Linked DNA regions of Gasterosteus aculeatus: region 1 is linked to region 2. A link is a contact called in public Hi-C data. All regions are on one chromosome and are shown on one strand. The core of a region is the stretch at or near the end of the contact, and the rest is flanking DNA. Distances in the headings are between cores, read along the strand shown. Region 1 holds the start of dnah9 (dynein, axonemal, heavy chain 9). Region 2 overlaps myocd (myocardin).

Region 1 (2,761 bases), core at 209-2,708, 97 kb after region 2:
AAGCCTTTAAGTGCACTGAGTCCAGTTGTTCATGAGTGGGATTTGATCAGAGCTCTCAGGGACTCAGGTGAGGCAGGTGAACCCACAATGCTGCATGTGTTTGTTGAGAAAGAACCTCTTGAATGAAGAAAAGAAACTGCTGCTCGATGGAGCGAGTGTGTCACAGTGTCATCTGGTGGCCATTTATGGCATTTCAATATTTACAAATAACCCAAAACTACATTGATCAAATGCCAAATATACTTGACAAATAGTAACACCAACAACGTTGTTGTCCAATCATCTTGCCCAGTGTGCTGATAGTTAAGGCATCTTAGCTTTCCCTGTTCAAGTCACATCTCTTCTCATCCAGGGGACGGCGCAGGACATGCAGCAGGGATTCTATGTCCCAGCTGGCCTCAGGAGAATGAGCTGGGGAGGGATGCGGGGGAGGGATGCGGGGGAGGGGAAGTCTGGGTCGGCCTGCTGACCTGACCGCAGATAAGTGGAGGAAAATGGATGGATGTTTGCTGGTCGTCCAGTGAATGGAGCCTAAATGAAACAAAGACGTGGGGGGGGGCTGTTTGTGTGGGTTTATCAACCTGCAGGTAAACGCATCAGCCAGGTGAGGTGATGGTCCCCTGTAGGCGTCTCCACATGGACACAGGTTGGACACCAATGCTAAATGGAGCGTAATCGTAAGGAGCTTTTCTAGACTCCCAAATTCCAATTTCTTTAACCCGTCATGTCATCATTCTGATGACAGAAGGCAGCACGCGCAGAGACCCGCCTGCCCTGAGTAACTACCATCCACACTGTTGCCCAAAGACACAGCGCCTGGAATCAAACCGTCTCTCCACTCACCCTGGACTGAACCCTGCTGCTCTTTGCTCCTCTGTCTGTCCGTGAGCTGGGGCTTCTTTTTACAAGAGTCCGTTCTTACTTTTGGGGGCCGAGGTGGACAAAGCTGCCTGAGTGTTGCAGTAAACTTGGGTTTATTGTTTTTAGAAGTGCAGATGGTTTTGATAAAAGATGTCACAGTGCCAGTAAATTCATTCAAGCATGTAGCTGCATCCTGCACACACTCCAATCAGCTCAGTAAATCTTTATCAAAGTCATACAGATGTGCTGTAGCTGCATGGAAGCCACAGTTTTATTGTTTTCAAACAAAATCACATCCATTTGCTTGTTTTTTTACTGTTATTCCACCTATGTTTCCTCGCCAAGCAGAGCCCATGTCATCACCGGGGGACATTTATTCAAATAAGATTAGACAGTATGAGGACGCAGCTCTACATCTCACTGTAATGGGAACATAATGGCTGAAATCAACATCCCCCTGACAGTCAAACAAAAGACTGCAGGGGGACAGTGGGTGTCAGACTGGAGGATGCCCTCGTCCCGGGTCAGCTCCTGGTCGCTCACGTCCCCTAAGCAACCGGCTGATTAATGCAAACACTGCGTTACTATGGAGGCAGAGACACAATCAGTTCAGCCTGCACACTGACCCGGGACAGCAAAGCAACCTGCAGACATGGAGGAGTCCCCTGCCGAGGACTCGAGACTGGACTTCATAGCGGAGTATGTGCTGCGGACTCTGAAACTGAAAGAGGACAAATGGCAGAAGTGCGTGTCCATCGAGGACAACCGGCAGGTGCTGCAGGAGTTCCTGGAGCGAGCCGAGCAGAGCACTCTGGTGGTGTCTGAGACGGCGTCCGGGCTGCTGCAGCCAGCCGCCGTCTTCCCCGCCAGCTCCAGCAACAAGGCGGTGTACTTTGTCAAACCCAGCAGGACAGCACTGCGGCAGGACTCCATGAGGGAGGACCTGTTGTACGGGACCTTGTCTCACGCTCCACTGCATCAGTTTTCTGCTCTAGTTGAGGAGGTAAGCAGCAGGGCACCGTGTTAATTATTGCTGGATGCAAAGAGTCTCTGAGGACTTACTCATACTTACTACTCACCCACAGCCACAGGTGGAAAGAGTACTGAAAATATGTACTCAAGTATGTAGAACATTTACAGGCAGTTTTACGGTGGCCGACACGTGCAAACGGCAAAACAAATCCACAGTAAAAAGTTCACTCAAAACACAACGGAAGTTCACCAGAGGGGGTCTGGACCTGTGGGAGATCGATCACAGTAACGACGGAGAAGAAAGTTAATGTCCTTTATGACTTTTTCAAACTCTTGGCCGTAATCATGATCATCATTCTTTCTTTGCATAACTTTCTTTCTCAAATTCTCAGTCCTCTTCACACGCTGTGTGTTTTACCTCCAGGAACATTTGCCTGCAGCAGCAGCAGCGAGTTGGCCTCTGCTTATATTACGTCTTAGAATAATTGGATCTGACAGCCAATAAGGATTTGCATTGAAAAAAAAAAAATCTGACGGTTTGAATATTATTTTAAATTGTGGGCACTCAATAGTGACTTTTGATTTTAAAAGTAGCAAAGTAGATCGATCACATGGTGTAAATTGTTCTCAAGTAGGAGTAAAATTACACACTTTAATAAAACTCCTAAAAGTACAAGTACCCAAGAAATCTACTTAATTACAGTAAGGTGAGTATTTATAATTCGTTACTTCCACCCTGCCCGTAGCTGAATTAGCCGTGACCCCTCTGATGATTGTATGAGGCCTAAAGTGGTGGAATGGTCTTTTATACTTTACACCACTTCACTACATCTCAGACAGCACATTATTGAGCGTTAGAATAAGTGTGTACATGTACGCACTGTGATACATTAACAGGCCATATTCTGATGATTACACAGATTTTGCA
Region 2 (2,771 bases), core at 121-2,620:
GCTCCACTTGAGCCAACATTCTTACAATGAGAACTCTGACATAGTGATGTTTAAAAAGGTCATGGTAAACAGGCTCAATCTCCTGGTCAAGCGTGTTGGAGAGAGTTATACTTTTAATCAGCCCAGTTGTTGATTCAGAGCTGATGGAACATTGGATAGGCAGAAGTCTGACTTATATACACAATCCTGTATGAATTTCAGATTTCATGAGACTGTTGATGATGGTGAACGGTAAACAGACGGGAAATAAAAGCAGCTGTGCCGGCAGAATGGCTCTGGCCAAAAGAATAGGACACTTGTCTAGACACTCAGTGGCTGAGGATGGAGTTGATGTTCACTGTTTCACCACTAGAGAGCAGAGTAAGCAAAGCACTGGGAACAGCTGCTGAGGCGCCACAAGGCCGGACGGTGACAGAAGGGAATGAGGCATCCGAGAGACAGCGCTGTCTTTTACCTGTCTTGGGCTGGTCAGGGCAGGTGAGGAGGAGGAGGAGGGCGTACTGCCAACAGTCTCCGATGGAGGACAGGCGGATCCCTGTGACTCATCACTGTGGTGCTGCTCCGGAGACAGACTCTCACTGCTGCTGTCTTCCTCGAACGCATAAGAGTCCTCCTGCTTCGGAAACTTACCATGGTTTACTGTAGGAAGAGCACAAAGGGAGACGCGTGGGTCAGCACGCCTCACCTGCAGATTACTTAGAAATGGAAGAAGGATTCCTGTTTCCTACATCTGGGTTTTTATTTTAGTTGTTAAGACGTCCTTTTTGTGATAACTATCCCACAGTATTTAGGCTGCTGAACCCGTGAACATAACAAAGAAAACATGAGGAAAGAAACACAACTGACCAGGTTTGTTCATGATCTAAAATGTCACCAATAATACTTAATATCGTGCGTGTGAGTCAACTACCACGGTCGGTGAAAATGATCTTACTGTCAGTCTTTGGTCTGTCAAAAAATAGATATCTGACCTGTTTAAAGTGTGACGTCTGATCTTTCTTCTTTTTAGTGACTAGTGCAGGACTTGTTGGGGGCGTGGCCTATAGAGGCCTAATGCACTTTAGGAGAATTATACTGGACTAAATAGGAAGATGTGTTGCGTAGCAGTGCAGCGTGTGTGAAAGCAGTAACACGGTGTGCGTGAGTGCAGCAGCGCAGTGTGATTGACAGCAGTACAGTGTGTGTGTGTGTGTGTGTGTGTGTGAAAGCAGTGAGCCATGCAGCGGATCATATAACACAGTAGGACTTGCAAGATGATTTGCAATTGAGCCTTCATAACAAACTCTATTCAACTCATATGCAGAACAACAACAAAAGGGTACATAGAGGTCATCACAGAGGTCGTTTTGGAAACGTTTTGGTTGATGGCGAACTGCTTGCAGGTAACCGGTGCAGCCTCAGCATTGATGACTGCAGACGGTGTGTTTGCATGGCCCTGCTCAGTGGTCCTCACACCCTGCCTGCCTGTTGCTGTGTGTCACGGACACCTCGTGTGACACTCAGCCTGAAGGTGCTACGCTGTGCGGGGAGACACCAGCACTCCCATTCAACTCGGGCCGATAGCGAACACACCTTTCATTGGAGGAGCTAAGAGTGGCTTTCTAACAGAGCTGAGGGGACAGAGCCGGTGGAGGAGGTGGAAAGGGTTGCTGTGCGTTTTTGTGTTTGTTTGTACAGAGAGGTGTACAATTCTCTTTTTGTGTCCAGACACGTCAAAAGGACATGTGCCACTCAGTGACCTCACAACACACACACGCACAGAGCTTCACACACAGCCGTTTCCTCCCACGGGTCATGTTTAACTCATTCACTCCCCAACATGCATTCTCAATGGCTCACATGGGAATTTGCTGGCGTTGGCGCTCGCCCTCTCTGCTGCTGCATGCCGCTTCCATGCGCCTCTTAAGTCAAGTTGATGTCAGCGGGAGATTGAGATGACAGAATTGCAGGAAATCTGCAGGCCGTGTGCGCTTCCGCTTTTCAAGTGGCTGGTTTAGAAGTTACAGCGGGTCACATAGTTTCCAAAATGACAGGGGTTGAAAAGGTCTCTTGAAATGTTGTGTAGAGGGATATAGAGCTTTAAGGTGAGGGGTTAATGCTGCAGGCGAGGGAGCACAACAGCCTGGTCCCGTCACAGAGCTTTTTAGGTGGCTGGCTGGACTCGTGGAGGCCCGTTAAAGCAGAGACAAAAGGAGGGAGGCACAAACATACACCCAGGTACACCCACACAAGGATGCACTCAAACTTAAACACCCACCGCCACTCCAAAAAGGGTGGACCCAAATACAGCTGCTGTTCATCTCAATAAACGGCCCTCGCTTCCTCCAGTGGAGGTAGTGGATCCCAGCTGAGCGCAGACGCCGCTTTACGCAACATGTTTACTGGAAGCACAAGGGGGGGCCAACGTAAAACCCCTAAAACAACAAGTGCAAAAAACACTAGTCGCATTGCAAGGAGTGATATCGAGAGTGAGTAACATGTTGAGGGTTAGAAAAAATGTAAATAACATTCTCTGTGCAAGAAATACAAACTGTGGATAATGTTAATGAGGGAAAACAGAGTCTAAAGAATCATTTCCAATATGTTTTGGGACCGCTTTCTAAAAGGAGGGTTTAAAACTGATCGATCATTTTCACATAACATACTAATGCTTTATTGATTAGTTATAAGCCATGAATAGCAACTAATGTGGGTTTGTTGTGGAAAATGTTATTGGCTTTTTAAGATTCTTTGTATTTGGTAAATAAATGTTTAGAGTAACTTGTGTAACT

Evidence for each region. A called contact is a pair of places that touch in the nucleus more often than the background predicts.
Region 1: a contact with region 2 is called in a Hi-C map of skeletal muscle, with 4 times the contacts expected there. The contact joins the promoter of dnah9 here to the enhancer-like site in region 2. A contact is called at or near these places in 5 of 6 Hi-C or Micro-C datasets (liver, skeletal muscle, tail fin and 1 more).

The regions. Positions count from the first base shown.
Region 1 is chr5:1,054,189-1,056,949 of fGasAcu3.hap1.1, forward strand. It overlaps dnah9 (dynein, axonemal, heavy chain 9), which reads left to right and starts at 1,459. Exons shown (of 76, transcript XM_078103212.1): 1 at 1,459-1,864. The coding sequence starts at 1,514.
Region 2 is chr5:957,446-960,216 of fGasAcu3.hap1.1, forward strand. It overlaps myocd (myocardin), which reads right to left. Exons shown (of 12, transcript XM_078103067.1): 3 at 455-639. Among protein-coding and RNA genes, the nearest start is that of rsph1, 13 kb to the left of the region's middle. Within about 2 kb of position 1,371, at least 2 of the 9 cell types and tissues checked have open chromatin away from gene starts, as enhancers often do.